Linked DNA regions of Mus musculus: regions 2 and 3 are each linked to region 1. The links are chromatin contacts, called in public Hi-C and promoter capture Hi-C maps. All regions are on one chromosome and are shown on one strand. Each heading gives the region's core, a stretch centred on a gene start, on an enhancer-like site or on the middle of the called end of the contact. The rest is flanking DNA. Distances are from core to core; before and after follow the strand shown.

What was found. Promoter capture Hi-C pulls out the DNA fragments that hold promoters and counts their contacts. Hi-C and Micro-C count contacts between places; a contact is called where the count stands out from the background.
Region 2: a contact with region 1 is called in a Hi-C map of rod photoreceptor, with 5 times the contacts expected there. The contact joins the promoter of Pde7a here to the promoter of E2f5 in region 1. A contact is called at or near these places in 3 of 39 promoter capture datasets (cranial neural crest, frontonasal cranial neural crest and pre-B cells) and 1 of 484 Hi-C or Micro-C datasets (rod photoreceptor).
Region 3: a promoter capture Hi-C map of pre-B cells shows a contact between it and region 1. The contact joins the promoter of Armc1 here to the promoter of E2f5 in region 1. A contact is called at or near these places in 2 of 39 promoter capture datasets (frontonasal cranial neural crest and pre-B cells).

What each region holds. Positions count from the first base shown.
Region 1 is chr3:14,577,403-14,579,970 of GRCm38.p6, reverse strand. E2f5 (E2F transcription factor 5) reads right to left here and starts at 1,300. Exons shown (of 8, transcript NM_007892.2): 1 at 948-1,300. The coding sequence starts at 1,151.
Region 2 is chr3:19,310,024-19,312,591 of GRCm38.p6, reverse strand. It overlaps Pde7a (phosphodiesterase 7A), which reads left to right and starts at 1,270. Exons shown (of 13, transcript NM_001122759.2): 1 at 1,270-1,728. The coding sequence starts at 1,591.
Region 3 is chr3:19,161,812-19,164,379 of GRCm38.p6, reverse strand. It overlaps Armc1 (armadillo repeat containing 1), which reads left to right and starts at 1,285. Exons shown (of 7, transcript NM_028840.3): 1 at 1,285-1,470.

The DNA of each region.
Region 1 (2,568 bases), core at 51-2,550:
CCAAATATGAACCGACACTAACTGGCATCTACACCCAGGAAAAGGGGGGAATCCAAGTGCCAACAAGCCAGCGCCTCCCACTGGGCCAGGACAGGACACTCAGCAGAGTTCTGGAAGGCAGGCTTCTCCTGTTAAGACTCCTATTTCCTATGCCTTGGCCACCCACGGTCTTGAGGATGGTAATAGCTTCAAGCCAGGAGCTGTGAGGAGTCATAAGAGGCTATTCGCTGTGACTGTAAACTAGCAATTTTGTTTATTTTTGAAGTATTGGCTCTTTCTGAACCTCCTTGTACTAGCTGAATTTTAATTCGCACGATCCCATACTGTTCCCCTTTCCCTGCGTTGTGGAATCCTTCCAAGTTTTGCCAGGAACGGTTAAATCACTATGACTGAACTGCTTTAAATGGACGTTGTTGTTTGAAAAAAATCCGAACCATAGCAAAGAACGAAGCAAACATCCTTATAAAACCAGATAAAGCTTACTAAGTAATTTCACCACTTAGTCTGAACGGCACAAAATGACCCCTCTCTGTGTGACCGCAAATCTCAGGTCTAGAAAGTAGAAAGATTCTAAATTAAGCCAACAAATCCAATCTTACTTCCCAATTCTTAATTCTCGATGAAGAATGTCCCCTTCTAAAAACTACTACTTTAGAGGAGGTGTGGAAAGTTTTCTCTTTTCCTCTTTCATTCCGAAGAACTGGCATGAAAGTTCTTCAAAACAGGAATGAAGTTCTGCAGAGCGGTCGGTCCTTAAGCGAGTCCAGAGCAGAGCGCGAATTCCTGGGCGCTCGCTCCGGGTGCTCCTTTGTGGCCAGGGCCGCGCGGTGGCCGGTCGGTGGGGCCCCCGCATCCATCCCGGCCCCTCCGGGTCCGGAGTCTCGGCGCAGTGGGGGTGGTGGACCCAGCACCCTCGGGCGGGCCTCGCCCTCCCCATCCCCGCTCACCGCTTTGAGATCCAGGACGCCGTCCTGCGCCTCCTGCAGCAACGACACGAATTTGGTGGTAAGCAAGCCCAGGCTCTTCTCGTGCCGGCTGCTGCCCCCCGCGAGCGCCGCGGACGGCTGCGAGGATGGCGCCCCATGCGGCGGCGGCTGAGCCTGGGCCTGCGGCGTGGGCTGAGCAGAGCTCGTGGGCTCCGCCGCCGCCATCACCGCCGCGGCCCTGCTGTCCTCTGGCGAGGAGCCGCTCCGCCACCGGCAGAGGAGGTGCGCGGACTCCGCTCCCCGCCCACGGCGCGCCCCGCGTCCACCAGTCCCCGGAGCCGCGCGGCTCGCGCACGGCACCACAGAGCGCGCGGATTCACACGAGCGGCCAGCGCCGCGAGGGTGGGCCCGAGTTTAAATGGCAGGAAGTGACGCCGCGCGGCGTTGCCTAGTAACGCACTCTCCGCGGAGGGGCGGGGCAGTCGGGTTCCCTCAGGCGGAGCGTGCTTTTGGTCGGCCTGGAGCGCTCATCCCTGATCAGGTGCAAGTATTGTAAGGCTCATCTTCGCGTAAATAGGAGAACGCCGCGTCCCGGAAGGTTTTGGGACTCTGACCTTCAGTCTTTTCCAAAGCCTTTTCTGCAAACAGAAGCACCTGAGCCTTGACGGTGAAGGAAGTAGACCCCCAGCTCTTTCCTTACCTGCCTTTAGTGTTCTTTACAAAATTATACTCTTTTGCTCCCCAATAATTCTATTATTGAGACAATCGCAGCATCTTTTGACTTATTGACATCGTAAACTATGGCTCGATAGTAAGATCACAGATATAAGAGGAGGAAATGTGCTCCCACATTTTTTATTTGCAAACTTGAGACTCAGGATTAAAATCTTCAACACCTTGGGTGGGTAAGATGGGTCGGGGTAGTGTGGGGAGCAACCTCTCAGAGGCAAAGGGAAGGGGGTATGGGATGAAGAACTTTTGGAGGGGCTACCTGGAAGGGGGGGTAACATTTGGAATGTAAATAAATAAAAGTTTACAAAAAACAAAAAACAAAAACAAAAAAAAACCCAAGATCTTAAACAACTTGGTATTCGCACCTGTTGAATATCCTTCACACTTAACAAGTAGTAGGTGACTAAAAACATCATTTGGCAGGAATTAATGAAGACATATCCTTCATGCAAGAATGCCCAAATTAACAGTAGGGAAAAAAAAAAACAAAAAAACAAAACGCGAGGAGAAACTGACAGCATTAACTAGTAAATCCTGAAAACAATTTTAAACCAAAATTTTTCCAGGCGTCTGGAGCAAAACTTCTGTAGGGGAAGCATTTTCCTTCAGAGCTGCAACACTTAAAATCCCCGTCTGCCCCCCCAATCCACCTGCAGATTCTATTCCACTGACCCTTTCCAGAGAGATACCCTCTTTAGCCTGTCTTGTTACTTAGTCTTTCTGGGTCTGGGGATTGTAGCATTATGTTTACTTTACAGCTAAGATCCACTTATAAGTGAGTATGTACCATGTTCATCTTTCTGAGTTTGGGTTACTTCACTCAGGATGAGGTTTTTGAGTTCCATCAATTTGCCAGTATATTTCATGATGTCATTTTTTTTTTTAAACAACCGAGTAATACTCCATTGTG
Region 2 (2,568 bases), core at 21-2,520, 4.7 Mb before region 1:
GCAGTGAGATCAGTTGCTGCACTAAAAGAATCTCATTAGTGCTTCTTCATCTAGTGAAGGCAAATTCCATGACACAGAACGGATCGTAAAACATGATGAAGACCTGGCATGTAGAAAATACACAGGGGCACGAGGTTTAAATAATAAAAGAATACACCTTCCACCTTTGTCCGTTTATCTGATCATGTACACTCGGTACTCAATTTATAGCATCATTAAGCCCAGGCTCAGCACTGTACTTCTTCTAAGACCTGCCACCTTGCCAATCTTAAATAACTGGGAGACTAGATGCCCTGAGAAATGATCCAAATCTATTTTGCCAGGGGGCGGGGGTGGGGGTGGGGGTGTGGAGCTCGTTCATGCTAAAAGTATCTGATGCTCAAAGCATCAGAAACAGTCGGCTCCTGCAGAAAAGCTTTGGCAGTTTGGGGCAGAAACTTAAAAGAACAAGCAAATTATATCCTCACCTTACCAAAACAGGTGAAAAGCTCTCTTACATCCTAGCCAGCAAACACTAACAAAGAAGGGCGATGGTTGGCTAGGGGAACTTTTGGTCTCTTTGTCATCTTTGTCTTCCCAATATCGTCATTTCTCATTTTCTTGGTTGCAGAATTTCACTTTTCTCCATCCAAAGACCCTCCTTCTCGCTCGGGAGTTTTTGGTCTTTTTCTGCTCTGCAGGCCCCGAAAGTCTGGGGCCTCACTTGCCAAGGGAAGCCACTGGAACCTTGCCTAGGTAGGGCACGGACGGTGACATAGCGGGAGCACTGAGCCCCCGAGATCTGCTGGCGTCACCGCCGCAGCGGCCTCCCGCGACGCCCTAGTACGGGAATTCCACAGGGGACGCGCGCGGTGCCCCGACGGGCGGAGCACGGAGAGGGCGCCCGGTGCTCTGGGCATTTTGGATCTGTCGGACGAAACAGCGCCGATCCGGTAGGCCGAACAAACTCCGGGTCGGTGCGCCCGAGGATGCCCCACGTAACTCTCCTGCGCACGCGCCGCGGGTTGCGGGGAGGGAGCTGCGGGGAGGCGGGAGGGGCCGGGGGGGCGCGGGGCGCGGCGCGGCGCGGCGCGGCGCCTAGCGCAGCGGACGCGAGCAGCCCTGTCCGGACAGCCGGCGGGCTCCTGGGCGCGGCGGCGGCGCGGGGCGCGGGGCATGCGGCGCGGCGTCGTGACGTCACGGTGGCGGCGGCCGTGGTTGGCGCAGGGTCCGCTGCTGCAAAGTGTGAATTACGCCGGGCTCGCGCCGGCGGCGGAGCGGAGTGAGGCTCGGGGGAGGGGAGGGGGCAGGGCTCCGGCGGCCGAACTGCTCTACGCTCCGCGCCCGTGCTCGCGGCCCGGGCCAGCTCTCGCGCCGCGGAGCGCCTGGGCGGCGGGTTCCCCTTTAACGCCGCCCGCCCGGCTTCCCGAGCCCGCTGCAGCCCTTCCCGCCGCCAGCCGCGCGGAGGGCCGGGAGGCGTCGGCGGCCACTAGCGCCGCCCGCCCCGCGCGCGCCTCGGCCCCGGGTCCCCGCGGCGCGGCCCCCTCGTAGCGCAGGGGCGGGCGACCGCGGACTGGCGGGCGCCGCGCGGATCCAAGGCGGACGTGTTCAATGGAAGTATGCTACCAGCTGCCGGTGCTGCCCCTGGACAGGCCGGTCCCCCAGCACGTCCTCAGCCGCCGAGGAGCCATCAGCTTCAGCTCCAGCTCCGCGCTCTTCGGCTGCCCGCATCCCCGGCAGCTCTCGCAGGTAACCGCCGCCCCGGGGCCCGCAGCTCGGTGCTTTTGTCTTCTGGAGGGACTCGGGCCATTGTTCCCGCCTCGGTAGGCTGGCCTCCCCTTCCCGGAGTCTTTCACCCTCGGCTGTGCTCGGTGCCCCTGGCCTCTGCGACCCTCGCCGCGGCTAACCCGTCACGCCCGCTGGTAGCCCCAAGCCATGACTTTATCCTCCCCTCCTTTCTCTGTGTCTCCTACCAGTTGGGCCTCTTGTCCCCTTAGTCATGACCCTGAGCTCACCTTTTCGCCCCCCACCCCCTAGCCCTCCCCCACACCTGTGCAGGTTCTCGAGCCTTGCAGCGCTGCGGGTGCTGAGTTTCTCAGAACAATAGGCCTAGTGGTCCCATTGTGGTCCTCACCCGAACTGCGAACTGCTGCTTTGTAGGGAAGGGGCCTAGGTGTCAGGAACTAGTGTGCAAAGTTGATGGTTTCCAATCAGTTTTCTCGCTTGATAAAGGCGGCTTTAGTTCAGAAACCACTGATGAGCATTCACAAAGGACTTTGTTTCCGATGGCCCAACACCAGTTGCTGTTGAACATTAAAAAAAAAAAAATTTTTTTCTGTGACGTCCTTGGCTCAGCTCTTTAGTTGGGTTAAATTTGGTTGCCAGATTTAGAATAAAGAGGAAGAATTTTACTTTGTTTACATATGAACCTGGTGCCCTCATTGCCTGCTGCCAGAAGTTCTGTGTTTATGAGATTACTTTTGGGACGGGTACTGGAGGAGTGTGCTTACATTTGCTGGTCTAGACTCCAATCAGTGAGCCTCAGCCATTCATCCATCCATCCATCCATCCATTCATTCGTTTATTTGT
Region 3 (2,568 bases), core at 36-2,535, 4.6 Mb before region 1:
TTTTTTTTTTTTCCTGCTTTCTACATTCACTGTTTTTAATTTAGGCTCAATGTTCTCTTACCACTAATCCCTGTCTTGGCTTTGTGAATAAAGCACACAGACTGGCTTTTGCCTGTAGGTGAGATGGTTATTTAGAGTCTTGTTCTTGTTTTCTACCAAGCTTTACTTTGGACTTGTTTTCATTTTGGGTTTTAATAATAAGATAACCAAGAGCACGGGAACATTAAGAAACTCAAGAGATGGACTCTTTTGTTCTTCTTCTTCTTCTTCTTTTTTTTTCTTTTTAAGTCAAGGTTTCTGTGAAGCTTTAGTTAGCCTAAACTGGGCTTGAACTTGAAATGGTCTGCCTTCAGCCTTTACCTACTTAGTGCTCAGATTCCGCCGTGGCGGTCTGGTTTATAAATTCACTTACAAAATATTGGAGATAATAGCGTAGAATACAGTCCGGTGTGGTGTCTTCCACATCCTTTCCAAATTAAAGCCCTTTCAAATTCCTTGTAACAAGAATAACAACAAAGTCCCTGTAACTTTAATGTATGAGCAACACGTCAGAATAAGATTGTAGAAACGAAGATCAAAAAGGAGTGTGGATGGATGTATTATTTTCAGATTAGCCTGCGAGACTTGGATAACAATTTCAGAAATACTTTGGAAAATAAAACGTACCTAGAGCAACTCCTCGGTAACTAGTATCGATAAAACAAGTATGTCTTTACTTTGATAAATAGAAAACAGCATTAACAAAACTTCATGATGAACTGGAGAACTCTCTTAACACAAGTCTCTGACAAGAGAAAAGACAAAATTCTTTTCAATGTCAAATCACTTAGGCCAACCCAACAAAAGCACTTCGCATCCCTCGCTTTGCTAGAAAGCAGCACTGAAAAGAAATGAACGAAATCCAGAGAGGCCAAACAGTGTCGACGTTCATAGTAAAAACTACAAAAAAACGTCCGAAGATTCTGGGTAAAGACGCACAGACGTGGATGAAGGGTTACAGGTTGTTTTATCAGACCTGGAAGACTTGCTGAAGATAAACTATTCTGTTCGCGTGTCTGCACACAGAAGCAGAAGCCCTTCCTGCCGCGGGAACCCTGGGAATTGTAGTCGCGGAGCCACGATGGCTGTAAATTTGTTTAGCACTCCGTGGACGGCGAGCCCTTGGTTCCAATTCAGTGTTCTGGGTCCTCATAGGTCCGGTCTAGCTCACCAATGAGCTACTAGGTTTGAGAACATCCCGCCTCTGGTTGGGTGTCCTTCCTCACGTTGCTTCATTTTCAGCCAATGGGATAATAAAGCCAGCAGAGGTGACAGGGTCACCGCGGAGCCTGCAGCTCCTCCGCCGCCAGCGACTCAGCCCTGTGGTTCTTTGAGTCGGGCCGTGGCTCGGGGTCTTCGCCGCCCGTTGTCCGCCGTGGTGGGTGCGGCTCTGATGCTGCGGCAGGCTCCGGACGCCCGGAGCTCTGGAGGGTACGTAGCCGGGGCCGAGGTGGGGCCGAGGGGCCGCTGCTGCGCGGGCCGGCCGCTGCGCCCGCCTCCTGCCGGCATCCCGCGGGCTGCCTCGGACGGCTCCGGACGTGCTCTTCTCTCCTCTTCCTTCTGACCAGCCAGCCCGCCCTACGAGTAGCGGGTGTCCATGTCGCGGCGTTCTTTCTGTAAATCTGCGAGCCTCTGCGCGCAGGCCTCCATTCAAGAGAAACTCGTGTACACAGGTGGTGGGCATTTGTGCACTTAGCTGCTCCTTTGGTGATACTGTCTCCTCAGCGCTTGCAGTAGAAGTTTCCCACTGGGTTAGTTCTGTGCTTGCATGGTACTTGCCAGACATTTTACTGTCTTGCCTTTTTTTTTTCCCACCCTGTTACCCGCTCAAAACTGCTACCTGAAGAAACTGAGGCTTGGAGACGGTAATTCAATTCCAAAAGAGTTACAGTTATAATTGCAAGGAGAAGCCAGATCGGGTCTCGGCGTTTGATAGTGGTAGTTGCTTTTCAACCCGGCTTAATCATTAAGGATTTAGGATAAGTGTGTGCCCGCAGCAGCTCTTAGCACGTGAGGGCTAAATACTTCTATTAACTAAGTGGTGATTCTTAGCTATAAGAAAAGGAATACCTTTCTGACATCTGCCCAGACACTGATGTCTCGCGTGTCTCTAACTCCGTGCTTCAAGACTTCTTGCCCGTTGGCATCCTCATCTGGAAGCTGGTTGGACATCTCAGATTCCCAGACCCACTTACACCCACTGAGCTTGAACTTACTTTTGGCAAGGTCCCTTAGGTGATCGCAGTGTCCTTAAAGTTTGCGAAGGGTTCTGTTTGTCAACATAGAGCCAAGGAAGAGAAAATAAGTTTGGGTCGTGATGGTATGCCTTTAATCCCTGCTTTGGTAGCTATTGGCAGGCAGATCCCTCCTAGTTTCAGGCTCATCTCAACTACATAGGTCAGCCAGAGCTAAGTAAGGAGAAGAAAAAGTAAAGGCATACGTCCTATGCACTGTGACCTCTACTCAGACTGAGATACAGAAAAATGAGAACAAAGCTTTTGTCATTTGCACGACGTTTCCCTTTTCAGA